Linked DNA regions of Pan troglodytes: region 2 is linked to region 1. A link is a contact called in public HiChIP or PLAC-seq data. All regions are on one chromosome and are shown on one strand. Each heading gives the region's core, a stretch centred on a gene start, on an enhancer-like site or on the middle of the called end of the contact. The rest is flanking DNA. Distances are from core to core; before and after follow the strand shown.

Region 1 (5,329 bases), core at 2,743-5,242:
CCGCCCGCCTCGGTCTCCCACAGTGCTGGGATTACAGGAGTGAGCCACCGTGCCTGGCCAACAATACTACTTGTAAACTAGGGGAGGGGCGGAGAGTGGGAGGGATTGTCTAAAATGTTACCCCCTTCCTTTCCAGATCTTATCTCCAAATAGTTATAAGACATATACCTAACACTAGAGTAAACATAAGAACTCAGGCCAACGCTGAAGCTTCTCTAAATGGTAATATTTTCCAGAGTATATTCTCAAACTAAAGACAGCTTTGAAGACTCCTAGAGGAACAATGCAGGCTGCCTGCCACCAGGAGGAATGCCCTAGTCTCATATAGTAATTAATTATAAAAATAAATAGCTGTGTTCAACGTATCCAAGTAATACCAATTTATTCAACTTATTTATCATCATGTTAAAATATGTGTACCATTTATTTCTAAATGGATTTAGGGTTACAAAATGGTACCACTTCTTTTCATCAGTAATCAAAGTTCTAAAGACAATATTGTCATTTCACAGAAAACTGTATCATATAAATTTAAAATTTAATAACACAGAAGTTATTTTACATCACAAGCAAGCTTCCATCCAGGTGAAGCCTAATTTGTGGGCAAGAGAAACAGATATCCCATCGCAAAACTACCAAGAAGTATTTCTGTTACCTAATATTTCTTTGATACTCCAAGCAAAGTATTTTATCAACAAAGCCACTAAGTACAAATATTTATAAACAGGAACAACACCACTGCTAAACAGGAAGCCAAACTTCCAGACACTCTGCTCCTTCAATGCCAGCAACTCAGCTTCAGACACTACTGCCTTTCTTCCAAACATATTCCACACCAACATTACCATGGAAAGCAGCAGCACATGCAATTTACAGATTAAATGGGGTTGTAGCAACATTTAAATTGGTTTGTCCAATTATTTTAAATGTATTTTAATTTTACCTACGGGTTGCACTGAAGTTCTTTATGAAGCGAACTTCCCAGGGGGTGGGTGGGTATTTTTATGATAATGTTTGAAAAATAATTCAAGCAACCTCAAACACCATTTTAAATCGATAAACTAATTATAATCCAAGTTTATGAATTAACATACAACTGATGCCTACTAAGCAAAAGACGTTTGACTTCCTACAGAGTAGGTCTGTGGAAGTCTTTCAGAACTACGCGGCAGAGCTCAGCATTTACACCGAAGTCCAAGGAGCTGTGACCCTTGCGACAGATTGGCTCGCTTCTCGGCGCTCCCAGCTGCGCCGCTCCAGTACTCCCGGGGGGGCAGGACTGTGATCTTTCCTGAAGCCAAAAAGTTCATCACCCTAGGTGAACATGAAGCAAGCAGCAAGCCACGCTCTCCCCAGCAACGACAGGAGGACAAAGTGGCTCCATGAACTTTGCTGTCTGGACAGCTGGAACCCTGCACCCCGCCCCGCGCTACTTTTTTCTATCGTCGAACGATCAAAGTGGTCTCAGCCCCTGCCTTCCTTCCGTCCGGAGCCCCAGGGTCACCCCACGGGGCCCGTCCGGCCCGAGGACAGCACCTTCCAGAAAAGTTTCTGCGCCGAGGGTCCCGCTCGTGGACGCAGCCCCAATCACTCACGTTTCCACGGCCACGCGCGGCCCCACCCTCGGGTCAGCAGAGATGCGGCCTGAAACTGTCTCCGAGCCGGTCCCGCGGGTCGCGGGAGGCGGTCCGAACTGCAGCCCCGGCCCCGAGCCCACAGGCCCGGGATCACTGCTACTGCTATAAATCCGTACCCGAAAGTGGCCGGGCTGAGCGGGAAGAGGGGCCGGGGCGACACCAGCCAGGCCTCCAGCCAATGGGGAGGAGGCCAGCGGGAGACTCACCCCGCACCCCGAGAGCCGCCGCCTATGGGAATCGCCGATTTGGAGGGCGGAGGCCAGGAGGAAAACCAACCACACCGCAGGGCGGAAGAGCACGGCCCGCCCCAGCAGCGAGAAGAACCAATCCAAGGCTGGAGGCCGAGCGACCCGAAGACGTTCAAATCAACTCGTCCACCCTCCAACCCGCTCCTCCCCGAAAAAGAAAAAAGAAGACAGCGGAAACACAGACCCATACCAGTTATTGCGCTAGGCCCGCCTTCATCCGCCTCAGCGACCAATCGTTCCGCAGGGGAATGATAAGGACATTCCACGAAGGACATCACAGCCAACTACTGGGGGGCTGAGGCGGGACGTTCCATAATATGCTAATGAAGTTCCTATAAAAGTCGCTGCGAAGCTACGTCTCGGATAGAACGCGCAGGGGCGCCTTCCCGGCAGAGGCGTCTAGTACTTTCGGGGACAGCAGTCAATTTTTTTTTTTTTTGCCCCCACCCAACTCTTCCGTTTCCCTACTGCGCAGCCTTGTAAACATTAGTAAACTCCGAGTGGTGATCCACATTCAAAACAAGAGCCCCCAAAGCCTTGACTGACCTCGCAAGAAAGTTTCCCCAACAGCCAACAATTCCCGGCGGACACGAACTCGCCACCTCTCTCTGACACCCTGGGCGGCCAGGTCTGCAGAGAACGACCCACAGGTCCTCTCACCTGCCACGGTCCTCTCCAAGCCAGCGATCTGCCCGCGCCCCCCCGAGCGCAGCGCAGATGGGCGCCTTCCCCGCCTCCGCTCCTCCCCTTCCCTTCCCTTTCCTACGGCACACAGAGAAAAGCCCTCGTCCTCCGCAAACTACAACCGGCGGCGTCGCCCCTCGCAGTCGGCCCCTACTCGGTGTCCAGCTCCAAGTGAGGGCCGGAGGGGGCTGGGCGGGGGCGGCCGACCTACCCCGAGCGGAGTACTACCCGGTACTTTATGTAACACTCAGATTCGGGACTGAGTGGGGGGCGACGAAGGGCCAGAGGAGCGGCGTTGCCCGGGACCGAGGCACCGGGTCCGCGGGAACCCCGGCCCACAGCCGCCCTCCTCCTGCAGCCCCGTCTCGGCGCCCTGTAGCCCCAGGCGCCGGCACATCCCTCCATCTCGCGCCGTAATCTGCACCCCCTCCTAGAGGACGCGGCTTGGACCCGCCGCCCCCTCCCCCGCAGCACCCGCCTCATCACTTCACTACAAAGAGCGCTTTGGTCGCGCAGCCTTGCAGCGAGACCTCTCGCGCCTCCTTCCTCCTCCGTGTCCCGGGCTTTGCACACAAGGACCTTGGCGAATCAAAGGCGCTCCAGACCTTTTGTTCCTGCCCCTGCCGAGGGCCGCCGCTGCGGAGCCGGCCGCTTCCTCCGGTCCACGGCAGGACCGGCCCGGCTCCGCGGCGCGCCCGGACCCGCCGGGAAGGAGGCGGCCGCCCCCGCCCATCCATCACCCGGCCGTACCTTGGTATTTCGCGTCGATCTCCCGCATCAGCGAGACATTTCTCTGCAAGTCGAAAGGCAGGGACTCGATGGAGTCCAGGTAGTCCTCCACATAGTTCACCAGGTGGAGCTGCTCCCCGTTGGCAGGACTCAACATGGTTCACCCCGGAGGTCCCCGGCGACTCGGCGCGGCTTTCCGCTTCCTCCACCCCCCGCCCCCCTCAAAAAATAGCACTGCAAAATGCAAAGCCCTCGCTCTCCCGGCGCCCCCCCGCCGGCTCCTGCTTCGGCCCGGCGGCTACATCTGCCGAGCCCGTCCGCCGCCTCCGGGTCCGCGGGGACCCCAGCGCCTGAGGGCGCGGGCCGCGGTGGCGGTGGCTCCCGGGCGCACGCCCCGGCCGGCGGCGCAGGCCCCCTCTCAGGCGGCGGGGCTGGCGCCGGGGGCCGCGCGTACGAGCGCGCACACACCGGCGGGAGAGGGCCCAGCGCCGCGGCCGCCGCTGCCCACTCGCCCACTGGGCTGGGTAGAAGAGAGGAGCGGAGCGGGCAGCGGGAAGGGGCGCGCTCCGCTGGCCGCCGAGCCGCACTTGTCCAACGTGGAAAACCCAAATACCAGTTTCAAACACTTGGGAAACATTCAGCCCCGCTGCGCAGCGCGCATGCGCCCCGGCCCCATCCCCCGGCAACGGCCCCGCCCCCCGCCGCATTCACGCCCCTCACCGTCCCGGGCCCTGGGGGCTGCGGGCTCGAGGCCGGCCCTCGCGGGGGCGTGGCCTTGCCTGTCACTTTTTCCAGGGGCGAGGGTCGCGGAGGGGACAGCGTCAGGGCCGCTGGGGTGGGGACGGCGGGCGAGGCGCAAACTTTACTAGGAGTTTTTGGCACTTGGAGGCAGATCCTGTTGGGCGGCACAGCACGCCCGCTGGGAAACGCAGGGGAGCGGCCTGCTTCGCTGAAAACCCGACCAGGACCTAACGGGCCGCGGGACAGAAACCTCCGAGACCATGGTACACAGCAACTACCACAACTCGCTCCTCAGCCCCTGACTCTTCGTCCCCGCCCCACAGCGCAGTATAAGTAGGGCCCGAAACAGAACTGGCAACGGCAGTAGCCAATCTACTTGCCAACATCACTTTGACAGCCCAATCACGATGAAGAGGAGGCGGGGAGACCGTGAGTAATGCCCCCCGGACTCTTACTACTATCAACCCAAGTCCTCCGGGAGGCGGAAGGAAGGGGAGGGCCGGGCACGGGCGGAAGTGGCGGCGCATGCGCACTGGCACCCTCTCGGTGTCCTTTGAGCTGCGGCCGCAGAGTGCGCGGGAGACCTACCCATTCCGCGGCCGGACCACCACTCCCAGCAGCCTAGGCGGCTCCCGCGCCTGCGCTATCCGTCACCGCCCTCCCTTTGTGTCGTCTCCCGGTACTCAGTTTGGAACGGCTTGGAGACAAAGGGGCCTGAGAGGGAAGCTGCTTCCTAGTGCCGAGCCCCAGAAGAGGTGGATAGGCCCGAGGGGCGCCTTCCCTAGGCCTTATCTCTTCCCGCCCTGTGCCATGGACACCGTTCTCGGAGGCCGCTCCCCACACGTGGAAAGGCCGCCCACAGTATGCAGACACCCGGTCGGCCGGCATCCTGGGGCCATTCAGCTCCCCGGACCGCCCTCCCCCGCGTCGCCTCTCTACCCTCCCAAAGCTCCCGGATTTTGGGCTTTCTGAGAAGCCTGGACGCCACGCGAGCCTGTTGCCTAGGCGACCGGCCCCGCGCGCCGGCCCGCCCCCTTCCGGCCAAAGGGCCCGCCCCTCCTGGGCGTGGCCTCGTGCCTTTGTGCACTTCCCGCCTGGCTCTCCGGTTCCGGGGCGGCCTCGGCTTCGGCCTCCGCCCCGCTGCGGCCGCCGCGGGTCCCCTCCGGGGTGGCCCCGAAAGCTGCGTTTGCCACGCTTGGCTGCCTGCTTTTCTCTGATTTTCTTTCGCTTTGGACCCTGCTCTATTTGCATTGTCTTTTTTTCAGCAAGTCGGAGAACGGTGCCTTGTCA
Region 2 (5,355 bases), core at 1,033-3,532, 200 kb before region 1:
CCCAGCCCCATTTAAGATAGAGTAGTTCTAGTTGGAATGCATCTGACAATTATCAGAGTTGAGCAAAATCTGGGTGACCAACCAATTAGATTACTGGCATTGGGAATAGTCGGTAGACACCATCCTATCCACAATCCTCCTGCCACAGTTACAAGATCTGTCTTGGGGATCCATCACCACGTATATATGTCAGTCTACTCCAGTACAGCTAAATAAATATGTATATAGTCTAAATAATCTGGGTTAAAAAACCCAGTCATCTGAAGTGAGGAAAGACGTACACGAAGTACCCTATCACTATAACCTATTTTATCTTCCTAGCCCTTAATACTCTATGCAAAATAAATTCCAAAGTTAAAAAAAATCTAACAGTGGGTTGGAACCTAGGTCTGGATATTATTCTAAGCTCTGCCACAGGCATGCAGTTTGCCCTTGGACAAATTCCTTGACTTACCACTGTCTCTGTTTCACCATTCCCAGAATGTAGCCTAGCGAGTAATCCCTCCCTTTCATTACATGGAGGACAAGATACACTCACGTCCTTTCGCAAAATGGGACGCCTCTTTCCTAGGAAAGATGGAAATCAGGGCGATATATTTTAAAGAGATTAGATTAAAATCAACATGGTATGTGAGAAGAAAAATGATTACGTTCTAGAGTAAACAAAACCTGAAATGAGTTTATAGTCTATTCTCACCCTTTTGGTCCAAACAAAAAAGTATTGCTTGATTATTCTTTCCTGCTTCACTAACAGATTACAAACTCCCTGAGAGAAGATAGATTCTATGTGTCATATTTTCCATTCATTAGCAATTGCTCACTGAATTGAAATATTTGCTACTTCCCCACTATAGAGTGTTTCTCAATGTGTTTCATTCAGCATTGTACTCAACAAATGTTTGCTGTATGAAGACATGTCTGTGTTGAGTGTTTACACCACTAGTTAACAATTTCCCTTTGTTAAATCTTAGGTTTCTATTTTTTTGTTTTATTAACCAATGCTGCAATATGCTTTCTCGTGCATCAGTACTTCCCTAGACATCTAATTGCCTTGTTAAAGTTCAATTTGTGACGTAGAATTTTGCAAAAAGGAAGGAAATTTACACAGCGAAAAACTATATATACAAATGAGATAAAATACATGATTTAAAAAGACCGCATATTTAGAAGCAAAGGAAATATTCACAAACATTGTGGTTATTCCTCAATAGTGAAATTACTGATGCTTTCATAATCAGAATAAAATTACATATGTAATAAAGTCCATGATACTGTCATTCAAAATAGGGGATTTAGTATTCCCTTACATTTATACAGTTCTCAACAAAAAGCCTTTTATTGTTTGCTCTGTCTGGTCTTCTCGCTTATTTCTTACACTTGCAAACGTATAGTCCTAGCCCACCGCACTCGGTTCCGAAGAAGGCGTCCCTCGGACAAAACCGAGGAATCTGTCCTGCTCTGTAAGGAACTAGGGCTTGCTGATTCCCAGATTTTAACGAGAAGCCCTGCTCCGCGTAGGCGCTCCATAAATTTTTACCGGACAACTTCACCGCGCGCTACTGGGCCTCCGGGAGACCCGTGACTCCCACCCGCTCAGGGCGCGGGCCCGCAGAGCCTCAACCTGCGCCCCCGGCAGCCAGGATTCCCCGCCCGGACCGGCTCCCAGGCTGGAGACATCACGGTCCGCACCCGGGGCGCAGCCGAGACCCACCGCGCCGGAGGCCCCGGGACCCGCTCAGACCGCTGCTAAGCCACTCTACGCCCCTGAGCCCCCCACACAGCCAGGCCCGTGACCTCCGAGCCCCGTGACCTCCAAGCCCCGGAAGCCGCTGTAGGCAGCGGCCCAGCCAGGCCCCGCCCCCTCTACCGGAGCTCCACGCGTCAATTCCAGCCAGGCCCCGCCCCCGGCCGCCCCAGGCGTGGACCCAAGCCAGGCCCCGCCCTCTGCCTGGCTACTCCAGGCGCCCGCCGCCCCAGACGTCCTCTAGCCCAAGCCCAGCGCCCGGCTGCTCCAGACGTCGACAGCCCCATGCCCCGCCTCCTAATCGGCTGCTGCTGGCGTCCTCTGGTCCAGGCTCCGCTCCCTACCCGGCTGCTCCAGGCGTCCTCTAGGCTAGACCCCGCCCCCTACCGGCCGCTCCAGGCGTCCGCAGCTCCAAGCCCCGCCCTCCGCCCGGCTGCTCCAGGCGGCCTCCGGCTCAAGCCCCGCCCCCTGCCCGGCCGCTCCAGAGGTCCGCGGCTCCAGGCCCCGCCCCCTGCCCGGCTGCACAAGGCGTCCTCTGGGCCAGGCCCCGCCCCCAGCCCGGCCGCTCCAGGCCCCGCCCCGCCCCCTCTGTGCGCGCTCCGCTCGGCAGCCTGTGGGACGCGACCGCGGCGCTAGTCTCGTTCCTTTGTGCTGCGGCGGCGGCTTCTCGAGTCCTACCCGACGCGTCCTCTAGGCCAGCGAGCCCCGCGCTCTCCGGTGACGGACCATGTCGGCGGCGGGAGCGGGCGCGGGCGTAGAGGCGGGCTTCTCCAGCGAGGAGCTGCTCTCGCTCCGTTTCCCGCTGCACCGCGCCTGCCGCGACGGCGACCTGGCCACGCTCTGCTCGCTGCTGCAGCAGACACCCCACGCCCACCTGGCCTCTGAGGACTCCTTCTATGGCTGGACGCCCGTGCACTGGGCCGCGCATTTCGGCAAGGTGGGTGCGAACGCTTTAAGGCGCCATTTTCCGCTGCTGTCCAGTGGGAGTCGGGGAAAGCGGGTCTGAGGTGCGGGGGACGTGGGGCGTGCCGGGATCGCGGGGCGGAAGCGGGATCGGCGGCGCCTGTGCCCCGAGGGGCCTAGGGCGCCTGTGCGGCAGCGCTCGCGGCCCGGAGCCGCGGCGGGGCAGCCGGGGGGCGCGGGGCGGAAGTGGGGTCGGTGGCGCCTGCGTCCGGAGGGGCCTAGGGCGCATGTGCGGCGGCGCGCGTAGCAACTTTCTAACAAGGCGGGCTCCAAGGGTCCCGGCGCCTGTTGGCCGGATCCTGTGCGAGCGCGCGCGCGCGGATGGCGCGGGGCCCTCCAGGCCGGGCCGGAGGCGCGAGCGATTTCGCAGAGCCGGGTATTAGGCCGCGAAGTCGCCCAGGCGGCTTCCGGGGAGCCGAGCTGGGGTCAGAGGCGCGCGGGGAATGCCCGGGCGCGGTCGGCCTTCTGGTTCCGCACATCCTCGCCAGTAGCCGAGGGCCGCGCTGCGGACGAGCTCAGCCGAGGAGCAAGCGCCCCGGCGGGACTGGAAGGCCCGGGCAGCTGTGTGGGATGGAGGCCGGCTCTCCAGCTTCTGGGTTTGCTTTAAGGCTCGTAGCTGACCCCGCTTCAGGAAAATTAGTGACGGCTGTGTTTATCTTGGATCTAAATTACTGCAGAAGTGGTTAAATTAAGCAGAATTCTCTTCCCGTGGAGGCTTTACGTTCCCCTCTTTTTTCTTAAACTGAAAATTCTGGGGGAACACAGTGCTGCTTTAAGGTTTTAAAAGGTTGGATAGCTACAGTTTCCTCATCTGTGAAGTCGTTGGGGTACTTGCTCTCAGAAATCTTAAATAAGATTTCACCGTGCATTTCAGAAGTGACTGGTTTTAATTAATATTTCTTAATTCACTAAAATTCAGGGATGTTTATAGTGTTTTTCTCGTAAATGATGAGATGGGGTTAAATGGTTTTGCAGAAATATGTGAGAGGTAATGTGAAATAAGTTACTTTAAGAAGGCCTGGCCCTGGTAATGTCGTTACCAGCTGATGAAGTTGCGGTTTACCTTGCTGCCCCTGGTGCTACATTCACAACGCAGCTGTATCTCTTGGAAAGCAGTTTCTGATTCTTTTAAAGTGGAAAAGTCACTTTTCTTTCAATAAAAGAAATGAAAAAGGAGTTTTGACGAGCGGGGTGGGACAAGCAAGTTAATCAGTCCTCAAGGGCTGTTAGGTTCCTGTGGCACTGTCTCTGAAGTTGTGCAACCGTAGTACCTGCTGGAGAAAACAGGTGCCCAGGGGAAATGAGTTTCTTAAGAAACAAAAGTAATAAAGCCTCCTCCCTGCGCTTCTGCCTGCAGCCTTAAATAGATTTCCCGGGGCAGTTAGTAATCTGAGGATTTCCTCCCTCCGGAGTGTCTCTTGCTGTGGTTTATTTTTACACTAAACTTTAGGATTCTGTCCTTTCTACCCTGGTTGAGAACGACACAATACTGGGTGACAGTCAGTGAACAACGATCTGTGGAATGCTTAAAGCCTCATTACAGATGGTCACTTAGAAAATGTAATCCAGTGGTGCCTCCACTTGTCTCTGGGGATTAAAATAGTTACATTAAAATGGTAATTTTTTAATGTGTATTTTATCACAGTTTTTTAAAAAACAACTGAAATCACTTTTCAAAAGTCTACTTCCATGGGACTTTGAGTAGTAGCTTTACCTTGGTCATCAAATGTTGTAACAAGAAGCAGTTACTTCATTGTTTCCAGCTGTCTGAATCATAGGGCTCTTTGGTCTTAGATACGGAAGGGGCCTTAGAAAGCCCCTGTCCAGTGTCCAAACATTTCCTTCTGAGAAGAAGCCGTTAGGACAGAAATCAGGCCAGGACTCAGGGCTACCGCTTGCGAAGTCCAGGCTCTCCCCAGCGCTGCTAACGGCTGCCCTCTTACACAGGTTTCAGGCTCGTGTTCTTAGAAATGTGCCAGTGGTGCACAAGATCCCCTAACCGTTGGTAAGACTCGTTTGTTGCCAGAGGACTAAACGGGTTGTTTAAAATCTCTATTGTAGCTTTTATGATACCATATTGAACAGTATCTTTCCAGAATTCCAAATCCAAGTTTCTAAATTGAACCCAAGGGTAACAGGTTTAAGGCCAGCGAGCCCTGAATAGCTGATTTTTGGTACGCCAAGTGATTTTCATCCGTTTTATTTTTATTGGATTTGCAACCTGTTCATCTTATCGCTAATTAATACTTTCATTTTCACCCAGTAAATTAATAAAGGCAATAAATAGACATCAGCCTTTACTCCCAGGTCCAAGTTGGTTGAAGAGGGTGTTTTGAATCTGTACTCTTCATCTCACAGGAGTGTTTACTGAAAGCCTGAAAGTGCTAAGAGAGATGGAAAAAGAAACCTTGAGGTGAGATGGTAGAGTGTCAGGTGTTTTGTCTTCAGGTGAGGTCTCTCCTCTTGAAGAGAATTGCTTGCAGTCAGGCATAGCTTGTTCCCTAACTGCATTGTGATTGGAGTGAGGGAAAATGAGCAGTCTAGGATCAGAGAACGTGGGTTGAACAGTTGCTTGGCACATGGTAGGCACTTGCTAAATTTGTGGAATGCGCTAAATTATTTGAGCCGGAGGCTATCATGGTATTGGT

Evidence for each region. HiChIP or PLAC-seq counts read pairs in DNA pulled down with a chosen protein or histone mark.
Region 2: a contact with region 1 is called in an H3K4me3 HiChIP or PLAC-seq map of stem cell-derived excitatory neurons, with 5 times the contacts expected there. The contact joins the promoter of ANKRD10 here to the promoter of CARS2 in region 1. A contact is called at or near these places in 1 of 7 Hi-C or Micro-C datasets (stem cell-derived neural progenitor cells) and 1 of 1 datasets of contacts at active chromatin or transcription factors (stem cell-derived excitatory neurons).

What each region holds. Positions count from the first base shown.
Region 1 is chr14:116,332,287-116,337,615 of NHGRI_mPanTro3-v2.0_pri, reverse strand. CARS2 (cysteinyl-tRNA synthetase 2, mitochondrial) reads left to right here and starts at 3,992. Exons shown (of 15, transcript XM_016925531.4): 1 at 3,992-4,468. ING1 (inhibitor of growth family member 1) reads right to left here and starts at 5,074. Exons shown (of 2, transcript XM_016925537.4): 1 at 4,628-5,074. The coding sequence starts at 4,631.
Region 2 is chr14:116,535,031-116,540,385 of NHGRI_mPanTro3-v2.0_pri, reverse strand. It overlaps ANKRD10 (ankyrin repeat domain 10), which reads left to right and starts at 2,282. Exons shown (of 7, transcript XR_010150566.1): 1 at 2,282-2,681. It overlaps LOC134808160 (a long non-coding RNA gene), which reads left to right and starts at 4,581. Exons shown (of 3, transcript XR_010150570.1): 1 at 4,581-4,712; 2 at 5,066-5,120.